2 separate regions of the Sus scrofa genome follow, and region 2 is linked to region 1. Evidence: chromatin contacts called from public HiChIP or PLAC-seq data. All regions are on one chromosome and are shown on one strand. The core of a region is the stretch at or near the end of the contact, and the rest is flanking DNA. Distances in the headings are between cores, read along the strand shown. Region 1 has its middle 140 kb from the start of ID2. Region 2 has its middle 350 kb from the start of ID2.

Evidence for each region. HiChIP or PLAC-seq counts read pairs in DNA pulled down with a chosen protein or histone mark.
Region 2: a contact with region 1 is called in an H3K27ac HiChIP or PLAC-seq map of alveolar macrophages. The contact joins two enhancer-like sites. A contact is called at or near these places in 1 of 47 Hi-C or Micro-C datasets (epiblast stem cells) and 1 of 2 datasets of contacts at active chromatin or transcription factors (alveolar macrophages).

What each region holds. Positions count from the first base shown.
Region 1 is chr3:127,638,071-127,644,261 of Sscrofa11.1, reverse strand. No RefSeq gene overlaps it. Among named protein-coding and RNA genes, the nearest start is that of ID2, 140 kb to the right of the region's middle. Within about 2 kb of position 3,626, at least 12 of the 83 cell types and tissues checked have an H3K27ac peak or open chromatin away from gene starts, as enhancers often do. A contact at or near this core is called in alveolar macrophages, where this site is marked.
Region 2 is chr3:127,850,960-127,857,047 of Sscrofa11.1, reverse strand. No RefSeq gene overlaps it. Among named protein-coding and RNA genes, the nearest start is that of ID2, 350 kb to the right of the region's middle. Within about 2 kb of position 1,922, at least 3 of the 83 cell types and tissues checked have an H3K27ac peak or open chromatin away from gene starts, as enhancers often do. A contact at or near this core is called in alveolar macrophages, where this site is marked.

The DNA.
Region 1 (6,191 bases), core at 2,377-4,876:
GTTGCTGTGGCTGTGGTGTGGGCCGGGCCGGTGGCTGCAGCACCAATTCAACTCCTCGCCCGGGAGCTTCCATAAGCTGCATGTGTGCCTCCTTCCCCCCCCAAAAAAAAGAAAAAAAGGAAAGAAAAAAGCAATACTTGCTGTTTATCAAATGCTTTCTGAATGCCAGGCACAGTGCTGGACACTTTACATAAATGTCTCATTTCATTTCCTGCACTTATACTAATAAATATTATTATCCTCACTGGAAAGAAGATAAAATCGAGGCTTGATGAGGTGAAATGACTTGTCTGAGGCCACACAGCCAGATGAGAATTCAGCTCCAGCTCCAGCACCAGCGCCGGGGCTCCCTGCTCCTCCCTCACCCCCCCGCCAAAGCGGTGTGTCCAGCTGGGTTCCCGACAACCCCGGGAACAACAGCGTTCCCCAGGGTGCTCTAAGTGAGCCTGGGCTTCAGGACCTTCACTCAGCTCCAGGGCAGGAAGGAAAGCAAGCCCAGAGCCCTGCCAGAGGGAAGCATCCTGCGCTAACCTGCCTGCTCTCCTGAAACCGCGGCAGCCTTGAGGGTAGGGGGTGGGGGTTCACCAATGACGTAAACCCAGGGGTCCCCAAGGCAACGGGCACTGCCGCAGCATCTCCGACCCCTCACCCCGTTGTGGCCCCCAGTCACCCCGCTCTGAAGCCCGCCCAGTAGTTCTCTCCTGGCTGAAAAGCACCCATGCTCCACCTCCCTCGTTCGTGCTCCGGCAGATGGGTCTCCGTGCTGGAGTGTTTTGGTTTTTTTCTCCTCTTGACGGAGAAACACGCTTTCCCTCTCTTTCCACACAGGACATAGAGCTGCACGAGAGGCCCAGGTCAGCACCCCGGGGCCCTTCTCAGCAGCCCACCTACCTCCTGGCCTGAGATGCTCGGCTTCAGCTGCCTTCAGACCACTGCACTTCGATTTTCCAGGTCATTCAAAAAGGCAGTAACTCCCTCGGCTCCTCGAGGGGTTGTTCCCCGATTCTTGGCTGCTCGAGTCCCTTGTATAAAACGGTCCAGTGTCTGCACATAACCTGCACACATCCTCCCAGGTGCTTCCAGCCCTCTGGACACCTTAGAATCCTAATACAATGAAATCGCCCTGTAAACAGCTTCTGGGCTGGCAAATTCAAGATTTCCTTTTTGAAACTTTCTGGACTTTATTTTTTTCCAATATTTTTCATGATCTGAGGTTGGCTGAATCCAGGGATTCAGAACCCGAGAATCCAGAGGCCGACTGTAGTCCAAAGGGTAATTCCTCAATGTCAAGGCTCACCTGTGATTCTTCCCAACAACAGCTTCCACGTCCCCCCACCCTGAACTTAGAAATACTGGTCAGTAGCTGCACTAACTGGTTGGAGGTCAACGCTGACCTTCTGGTAAGAAAGCTGTGTGGCTAAAAACCAACCAAGACGCCAAGCATACAATATATGATATACTGATTGTGTGTTATATTTCATGTATAATATAAATTCACGTAATGTGACTCATGGAGTTATATTGCAGAGGAGCAATAAATCTGCTAAATTTCTTAAAAGTATTTTCTTTAAGCACGTGGAACATTCCACGGCAATGTTAATCCCCGCTCTGTCTCTGCACCTGCTGCCCAGGCGGGCCCCACGTTGGCCTCTGGAATTCTCTATCCCTCACACGGAAGCTGGTCCATCTCCTGCCGTCTCCTGGCCGTGGCCCGAGCACCTGACCACCTCGCAGGGGACAGGAGACCTTGTGGGCTCTGAGGCTTTCACACAAGAAGCTGCTGCTGCAGAATCAGCAGCCCCGTTGTCTTCCCCCGGCCCTCAGACGTGCTGGAGATGCAAGGCGGAGGGGGAGGGAGTGGGATGGACGGGGAGTTTGGGGTTAGTAGATGCAAACTATTACGTACAAAATGGGTAAGCAGGGAGTTCCCATTGTGGTTCAGCCTGTGATTCTGTTATGAACCAGACTAGTGTCCATGAGGATGTGGGTTCGATCCCTGGCCTCCCTCAGTAGATTAAGGATTTGACATTGCTGTGAGCTATGGTATAGGTCGCAGACGCAGCTCGGATCTCCCGTTGCTGTGGCTGTGGCGTAGGCCGGCAGCTACAGCTCCAATTCCGCCCCTAACCTGGGAAACTCCATATGCCCCAGGTGCACCCCTAAAAAACTATTAATTAATTAACTTAAAAAATAGATAAGCAGTGCGCTCCTGCTATACAGCAGGGGGAACTCTATCCAATCTTGGGTTAGAACGTGGTGGAAGATAATAAGAGAAAAAGAATGTGTATATACGTCTGACTGGGTCACCGTGCTGTACAGCAGGAATTGGCACAACATTGTGAATCAACTATTCTTTGAGAAAAATAAAATAAAGCTATTATAAAATTTTTTAAAAAAGAAATGCTGGAGACGGATAGCAGAGGAGACGGAAGAGCGCTGTTCTCCAGGGGACCCTGAGGAGAAGCTACCGTCAGCAAATGGGCAACATTCTTGGGGTGCTACGTGACCACAGCCAAATCGCATCCCTCCACGGTGGCCCGTGAGGTCGGGGTCAGGAAGGACTCGCACAGGCGTGGACCTGGGAAACCCAGAGGGATACTGAGATCTCTGTTCAAATCTCGGCGCTGCCCTCCCTTGGCTCTAAGACCTGGGGCGAGGGTTTTGTGCAAGCTGGAGACGGTAAGAGCAGCGGCCACGTGGAGCTGTGGGGGTGATGGAAGGGAGCCCTGCCAAGCCCCAAGCAGCACGTCCAGCACTCCGGTAGCCCGCCCTGAGAGGCGCTGGTGTTTATATTTAGACACACGGATGGGTTCCTTTGGCAGTGGAACGCATCCCGCACAGCTTATCCTAAGAGGGCACATCTGCACGGAGAATAGCCATAAAAACTCCCAATGGGAGTTCCCACTGTGGCTCGATGGGTGAAGAACCTGACTAGTATCCATGAGGCCGCCAGTTCGATCCCTGGCCTCGCTCAGTGGGTTAAGGATCCGGCATTGCTGTGAGCTGCGGTGTAGGTCGAGGATGCGACTTGCATCCAGGGTTGCCCTGGCTCTGGCGTGGACCACCAGCTGCACTCCAATTCGACCCCTAGCCCGGGAACTTCTGTATGCTGCGGGTGCGGCCCTAAAAAGGAGAGGAAAAAGGAAAAACTCTGGATAGGCTATGCCAGTCTTTCTAAACCACCACGTCCTGGGAGTGGGGCAGGGATGGACCGAAGGTCTCATGAGCTGAGAGAGGGGAGGGGCTGTACCAAGGCCCCACCATGGCCTTGTCGCATCTCTTCCTCTCTGTCTAGATGCCCCCCACCCCCCCGCCGCCCCCGCCCCCGCCCCAGGGTAGCCCAGAGGAGCCTGGCAAAGGTTGATTTACTGGACGGAACTTGCCAAGCTTTCCCCTGGCTGGTGAGTTCAATACAAGTTTCAATCTGGTTCCCCCAGTAGCCAACCAAAGGCTATGTGTGTTTAACCCGATAGACACACCTGGGTTTAGCACATGGGTGAATTCACCCAGACCCCAGAGTTCACAGGAACTCTCAGCACTCAAATGCCCATAGCCCCGGGCAGTGCAGGGGCTGGGGGAGGGGAAGGTGCTTGGCCGTCCTTCCCCCTGCGAGGTGGGTAGTGTCAGCCCCACTTCACAGATGAGCAAACTGACGCTCGGCAAGTCTCATTTGCCAAAGGTCACACAGCTGCTCAGTGCTTATCTACACTTGAGAAGAGAAAGACACTGATGTGTCTGTTCTAGGAATTAGGCACGTTAATGCTGAGAACACTTAAAAATAGCCCCGTGCATTTTCCCATTCTTGAGACAGGTTTACTAATCAGGGACAGGGCTCAAAAAAATCCAGCAAAATGACTCAGTTCCTAGCAAAATGTCATCTCTCCCCATCACTTTGGGACAACCCCAGCAAAGGCGACAAGGAGAAGGAGAGAGAGAGAGAGAGAGAGAGAGAGAGAGAGAGAGAGAGAGAGGAGAAAAGGAAGCAGCAGCAAGGCCAGAGCGAGTTCCTCCCCCTTCACCCTGGGGGGCGTGAGGGGGTGGCTCACAAGGCAATGCCTGCTCTAAAGTCAAGGGCAGGCTGGCCGGCTCATTTCCTGTCTTCTAAATATATTCTTGTTCTGATGGTATCTCACCCGCTGCGTCATGGAGGATGGCTGCCCTTTACATTGCAAATGGCTCAGGAACTCCTCAGCCTGGAGGAAGCGAGACTTTCTAAACGCCTTCAGGAACAGCGTGCTCAGGCACTGCCGAGCCACTGGCACGTCTCACCCGCTCCTCTTCGCTCCCTCCTCCCATCCTCCTCCTCCCCATTCTGCTTCTCTCCGTCCTCCAGCTCATCCTCCCCATCCTCCTCCAACTCTCCATCCCCCCTCCCCCTCCCCTCCGGCCCCTCCTCCCCCTCCTCCCACCCCCTCCCTGCCCTCTTCCTCCGCAGCCAGGCACTTCCAGCCTCCGTCCGTCCATCCATCCGGGTGGGGAGCAACGGCCTGCGCTGCTCTCTCTGAATGTTATCAGAGGAAACACTTGAGAAGCAAGAAGCAAACAGAAACCATTCCACACCTGCTGTCCCTCTGCCACCTCCGGATGCCCCAAGCTCCATCCAGGTGTCCTCAGGGAAGAAAGGGCCCATTCAGGTCTGTGACCCATGCTTCTTGGGCTGTGTTCCTCAAACATGGCAGAAAGAAAGGAGAGACACAATAGTAGCAGCAGAGCCTCCAAGCAGCCTCAGCGCACAAAGCGAAGCCCAGCTGACACCCCTCTGCGAAGGCCCGGCTCTGCAGCTTTCAGGCAGGGGGCACGGCCCTCAGCCTTGGTCGGTCATCTGTGCACTGGGCTACCAAGACCTGGGACTCCTCATAGGGTTTGATGAAGCTGGAGTGGCGTAACATCGAGCTTGGCGCTGGCATTCGAGAGGCTGTGTGCCCACCCTGGGCCTGGTACATCTCCTTTAATATCTACAACTCTGCCTCCTTCCTCCCCACCACCAGCTTCAGTGTCCGTTACAGTTCATTGCATTGCGACGGATAGGAAATCAAGGCTCAGAGAGGTGAGGTAACCTGCTCAATGTCACAGAGCTTGGACGGGGCGGATCTGGAGTCCCAAATCCAGTGGAACTGAGGCCTAGCTGAGTCCTTCTGCTCCTCAGCCTCTTCCCCCAGAGAGTCGGTGCACCTGACTGGTCATACAGGCGATATTCGCAAGGTGAGATGGGGCCAAAGGCTTAGGACTTGAGATCAGGGGGCCCGGTGTGAAAGGCTGCGCCCTGGCTGCCGTGCAGCTCGCATCTCCATGCCTGAGCACGGCTGACAGGGAGCCGCTGGACCAGGAGCCAGGATGACAAGCACAGATTCTCCCTTCCAAACCAGCCAGACACCCCAAAGACTGGAAGGAACGTCAGTGGAGTTCCCTGGACGACGAGGGGTTAAGGATTCGGTGTTGTCACTGCTCTGCTGCAGGTTCGATCCCTGGCCTGAGAACCTCCTCGCTGCCAAGGGCACAGCCAATGAATAAATAATAAACCTCAGTATTTGACATAAATTATATATACATGTAAAACACTAATGTATATCATATAAAGCATAGTACACAGCTGATATTTATCAAATTCCTACTGCCTGCCAGGGGCAGTACCTATGCCAGGACTATAACTACAGCATTCACAGTCCCCTCATCCTCACAACAGCCTTACAAGGTAGGTTCTAGGCACCATCATTCTTAGCGTTTTGAAGATGAAGGAGCCAGCTGGGGGAGGAGAGAAGAGTGCTTCCTATCTCACAGCTGGCCATCGGGGCGGCCTGGGCAGCCCTCTGGCCTCTGGCACCTGTGCTTCAATCAATGTGCCATGTTCACATGCATAATTATGTTTTCATCTTTTAAAGGGGGAGATGGGGAGAGTTCCCACTGTGGCTCAGCAGGATAAGAACCCAACTAGCATCCATGAGGATGTGGGTTCGATCCCTGGCCTCGCTCAGTGGGATAAGTGTCCGGGATTGTCGTGAGCTGTGGTGCAGGTCGCAGACTCAGCTCAGATCTGGCGTTGCTGTGGCTTTGGCCTAGGCCAGTGGTTGTAGCTCTGATTCAACGCCTAGCCCGGGAGCTTCCCAATGCTGTGGGTGTGGCCCTAAAAAGACCAAAAAAAAAAAAAGTGAGGTGGGGATAAGTTCCAAAGGTCACACCAGGGGTCCCTCCCT
Region 2 (6,088 bases), core at 673-3,172, 210 kb before region 1:
CCTGAGAAAACCTGAGTCCTTCTTTCTTAATGAAGTGGCAGAGAAAGTCAGCTTGCATCCAGTGCTGGAGAAACTCACTTCTCTCTCTGAGACAAGCTTCTGCACTGCTTCCTCGGAGTCAAGAGCCACTGGGAGACCAAGCCCATTTCCCGCAGTTTCTTGGCAAACGCTTGGTCTCTCTTACCAACGACTGAGGTGTGGGGTGGGCTTGTCTAAGCATCAGAGCTAGAGAGGAAACATGGATCGTGGTTTGGAGCCCATCATTTTTACCAAATAATAGGACGTTCTGCCTCTTACAGCAGCAGCTCCTGCAAAAATGCTGCAGGCTACACACGCTTCAGATACAGGGGGTCTCCAGTTCCGCTCTAGCCATTACTCCCTACCTTTTGCCAGCACATGATGATGTGTGTCCGGAATATGGGAAGCACTCACCAGACAGCAAATCCATAAGTCTTGAGGCTGATTCAATCTCACTTGTATCTTTGTTTTGATCATTTAGAGACTTGGGTGTTGAAATAATTTGGTGCAGCGGGAAGAACATGGGCTGTTGGCATCTCATAGAACAATCTCAGCCTCAGGTTAACCTGCCAGGAGTTGGGCCATGTCTGATGAGTGTTGTAGCTGTAGGTGCCAGCGGCTTCAAATTCCTCCAGTGTCCTCGTGTCTGTCTCCCCTCTTGGATTTGGTGGCGTCTCCTTTCACTGACCCTCAGAGAGTCTGCCTTACAAATCTTTCACCTTAATGCATTGTTGTACTGGATGCTGTGGGTAAGGTGGTAGGAAGTGGGAGAGGGGCATGCTCTTTTTGTTTTTCAGCTTCATTGGTATATAATAGATACAATGGTGCAATATTTAAAGTGTACATTGGGGTGATTTGATGTACAAAAACATTGTGAAAAGAGCCCCATAATCTAGCTGAATAACACATCCATCACCTCACAATTTATCTCTCTCTCTTTTTTGGTGAGAACATTTAAATGCTACTCTCTGAGCAAATTTCAATTCTACAATAATGTTATCACTTCCACTCACCATATTTTGCATCAGCTCCACAGACCTTATTCATTTGAGAACTGAAAGTCCATATTCTTTGACCAATCTCTCTCTATTCCCCCCACGTCAACCCTGGCAACCACTTTTCTACTCTCTGTTTCTATGAGTTTGACTTTTTTTTTAGACTCTGCTTATAAGTGATACCACACAGTATTTGTCTTTGTCTGATGTGCTTCACTTATTGTGATGCCTTCCAGGTTCACCCGTGCTGTCTAAGTGGCAGGATTTCCTTCTTTCCTGCACCTGAATGATATTCCATGGTGTATGTACCCCTTCATCTCAATCCATTCATCTGTTGATAGGCGCTTAGGTTGTTTCCATATCTTGACTGCTGTGAATAGTGCTGCAATGAACCTGGAATGCAGTTATCTCTTTGAGGTCCTGTTTTCATTTCCTTTGGATGTATACCCTGAAGTGGGATGGCTGGATCACATGGTAATTCTATTTTTAATTGTTTGGGGAACTTGCACACTGTTTTCAGTAGTGGCTGCACCAACTGACTGTCCCACCAACACTGCACCAGAGTTCCCTTTCCTTAGCCTCCTCAGGAGTCAGCCTCCCAGTGGGCCTGGCTCTTGGGCAGTGGCGTTTCTCTGCCTTCTCAGAGGCACAGTTTCTTTGGTTAACCTTCCCCTATTTCCTTCCCTGGCCGTAGTGGTCCCAATCACCTTCCTTAGTCATGTTCTTTGTTTATGAGGTTTGTTAGTCTGTGGTTTTATGGTTCTTCTCTCAGAGGTGGGACAGGATGGGTAGAAAGGGCCACCCATCCACTGTCACTGCCATTTACCCACACAGCCTGGCCCCACGTGACACACCTAGTGCACAGCTCTGTGCCTGTCCCTTCTGCCAAACAACACCCTTCAGTGATTCCCCAGGTCAAGTAAGTCTCAGCTTTGCACATTAGATTTCCCAGCAGGGATCAAAAGGGAAAACACGGGGCCCAGCCCCCAGCCTACTTCTAATGGTGTTGGTTTTTGGTAGAGTCCCGCGTCTGGTTGGTTTTCAGGAGACTCCTCTGTTCTCTTGGTCTTGGTGGAGTCTTGCCTCCCCTTGGTCTTGGTGGAGTCTTGCGTCCCCTTGGTCTTGGCGGAGGCTTCTGTCCCCTTGGTCTTCGTGGAGGCCTGGATCAGGACTTCTTAAAGGTTCCCTAGGAAACCTATGCGAAACTTGGTTTTAGAACCATAATTCTGTGACCTTGTTCCTCAAAGTGTGGTCAGACCAGCAGCACTGGCATCACCTAGGAGTTTGTTAATAATACTATCTGGGCTCCACCTCAGGCCTACTGAATCCAGACTTACAGTTTAATCAGATGCTAGGTAGTATAGACAGAGGGTAATAGGTGATAAGCCCAAAATGTTTGGTGCCATTGCATTCATCTCCTGGGGCTGCCCTTACAAAGTAGTGCAAACTAGCTGGTTTACACAACAGGTGTCTATCATCTCTCAGGTCTGGAGGCCAAAAGTCAAAGACCAAGGTGTCCACAGGGTTGATTCTTTGGGCGGACTACAGGGGGAAGAGCTGTTCTGTCCTTGGCTTGTGGGTGGCCATCTCTTCCCCGTGTCTCTTTATGTCACCTCCCTCTGCGCCTGTCCTGTGTCCAAATGTCTCCTTCTTGTACGGCACCAGTTGTATTTGATAAGGTCCCACCTTAATGACTTCATCTCAGCTTGATCCCCTCTGGAGAGACCTTATCTCCAAATACAGGCATATTTTGAGGTATTGGGATTAGGATTTCGAGGTATGAATTTGAGGAGACACAATTCAGCCCATGACGTCTATCACAGGGCCTGAGTCACCTGACAAACTCACCTATTCATCCGCTAAGACCTAGACTAAGTCATTCCTCTCTGACTTCCTGCCTTCCACGAACAACTCACCCATCCCATTCCCTCTTTCCTCGTGGCCTCTGGAACCCTTCTACACTTGCTGGTTTTCTATCTCCTATTAAGCCTTCAGTAGGTCAAGGACAGGGCGGGATCTTATCTAACTTTACATCCTTTCTGCCTGGCATATGGTGGACACTCTCTCATAGACCATGTGGGTAAAAGAAATGAAATACTTTAAGAATCAACACTTAATATCATCTTTCAAAAGATGCCTTATTTTTAAATCAATTGCTCACATGGTAGAGACACAAAGGATGTTGCAATGGCATTTGCTCTCTGCTGTCCAGCCACTCAGCGGGACCATTTTCTTGGGAATGACCTGCCCAGAAGGGACTGAGATCCACTGGGGCTGGGAGGAAGATGCCCAATGAGAAGAGGGTAGCTCTCCCAGCCTGACCTCCTGCTTCTCTTCATCTGCTCACAAACCTGCTTCACTCTCCAAAAGCCTGTTGACAGGCTGTCATTGTGGTCCCCAGTTATTTTGTAACAAGCCAAAGCACTCTCCTGAAAGCCCCTTGACATCACTGTGGGGCTGGGAAAACAACAACGGTGTCTGGAGAAAGGCAAGATGTCCCTGCCCCCAGGCACCCCAGGCCCAGTGGGAGCACCCACCTCCTGGGCAGGACCACCTTCTTCCAAAGACATGTATGTTTTTGAAAGAGGCTGCTTCCCTGGGAAGTGCGTGGGCTCATGGGCAGTGATTTTCCTCGTGTTCTATGGTTAAGTCTTCCCTTTTTTTAATGACACCATCTAGATTATGCCACCTTTCAAGTCGACTACCAAATGAGCTCCTTTTACTACCTCTGATTTTTCCCTTCCTCCCCTGCTGACCTAGCTGACCAAAAAATACGGTGCTTGTTTATGTCCAACAAGTGCGTGTTTTAAACTTAGAGTAGCAGGAGAGAAAGTTAAAAGGAAAAAACTGGCTCAAGTTGCTGCCATGGTGTGGGCTCAATCCCTGCCCAGAAACGTTTGCATGCTGTGAAAGTGGCCTCCCAAAAAGGGGGGGACTGAGGTTAGTGTTGAATGGATGGGCAGGCAGGTGGCTGGGAGGGTGTGAGGGCAGATGATTCACATGTCTGGCCGTGATGCTGTCAGCTGAGGGTGTGTTGACGACGGTAAGTTTGTTCTGAGATGTACGGTCATCCTCGTTCCCCTTTCTTCCTCCAAGATGAGACATACCCAATACAAAGATGAGCTTTTAGGCATTCCCGTTGTGGCTCAGAGGGCTAAGAACCTGACTAGTCTCCATGAGGATGTGGGTTCCATCCCTGGCCTCACTCAATGGGTTAAGGATCCAGCACGGCCCTGAGTTGTGGTGTAGGTCGGCAGCTGCAGCTCCAATTTGACCCCTAGCCTGGGGACTTCCATAAGCTGCAGGTTCAGCCCTAAAAGGAAAAAAATACATAAGCTTTTACTTTCCCCTGAGAGTGGTTGTCCATCCTTCGTGATGTTCTGGAAGAAAGGTTGAGTGTGCCAAATGAGCTCCCATACTCTCCACTCTTAGAGATCACAAGACACAGAAGCTGTTATCTCTTGGCTGTGGGTCTCTTAGGATAGGGCTCTGCTTCCAAATTCATCTTTCTATGTCTCCCTCTCCTCTTTTGTTCCCCCAGCTGATATTACATGATGTACTCTGCTTTCTACATCTGAAAATCTGCGAAAAGCTTGCGCTAAGAGAAGCCAGGGGCAATTAGGAATGTTCTCAGAAGTCCATCCTCTAATGTCATCAAATAGAACATGCGTTTGGAGGAGGAGAGAGATACATGCTGTAGAACATGAATTCATTTGCAGTTAAAAAAAAATTAGATTTACTCATCGCTCTATTATAAACTTACAGAATTTTCTCCCAATTCCTCTCTGCCATAGAGTTATTTTAGGGGTCATTGTAAGGAAGAATATAGCTTTTTGTCTATATCCAAAGATGCCACAAATATATCTTCTCCTTGGGGGGGGGAAGCAATAATGCTCCCTCTTTTCTATGGAGAAAAGGCAGCTTCTTATTTTTATGTTAAAGAGTTGTCAAGACACTTATATTTTTCATAGCATTAAAAGTTATTTTTTTATTCTGCTTAATTGTTCATTGAAATTTGAAAACCAAATCTGCCTCCTTGCCAAATATCTTTGTAATATGTACATTTCACACTGGCTTATTATAATAGGTTTCCTCATGGGATCTAGCATTCTGGCATCTGCTTTGTTATGATATTATAACAATAATTAACATTTAGCACTTACTGTATAGCCAGCCTTTGATCCATATTTCTAACAAAATGTAATAACAATGTTTTTTCATGCAGCATCTTTCATCTCAGGGCCCCAAAGTAGTTGGCAGCATCATATTATAACCCGAGATGGTTGTATTCACTCTTGAAACCCTCCCAACGCCCCCGTGGGGTCTGTACTCCACAGGCGTCTTCCTTAAGGAAGGGAAGGGAAAAAGGTCAAGGGAGCTTCCAAGCTCGAGTTTAAGGGCGGCCGAGCCAGGAATAGAACACAGTCCTGTATTTGTCTTCTTGGTCACAGAATCCAAAGCTTCAATCCACTTTTCCTTTTCTTTTTTCTTGTATTTTTTATGGCTGCACCTGCCATGGAAGTTTCTGGGCCAGGGATTGAATCTGAGCCACAGCTGCAAGCTATGCCACAACTATGGCCATGCTGGATCCTTTAACCCACTGTGCTGGGCTGGGGATTGAACCTGTGCCTCCACAGCAACCTGAGCTGCTGCAGTCAGATTCTTAATCCACTGTGCCACAGTGGGAACTCCCATCCATGTGCCTATTTTTAAGTAAAGGAGACAGATGAGGAGAGAAATGTAAGAGTTGCCAAGCTTATTACGACAGGAATTTGTGTTTATCCTGAAAGTCATGCTACATCTTCTGAAGTGAATCCCTAGAAGCAAAACTCGGTTTAGATTTTTATGCCTGTCCAGGAAACATTCACTATGCCTCTACTAAGTCTCTGTCCTTTAAAAATGGGTTAGAAGGAAGTAAATGAATGACTCCATGAACTGTAATTTTCAGTCTCTCTAATCAGGACCATCCGCAGACACCAGGGCCATGGCTCTCACGTCACCACTCTGTGGAGTAGAAGGCCACTGTGAATCGATGTCAAGCAAGGCCACCCTTAGAACTGTTACCCTGTCTCTCC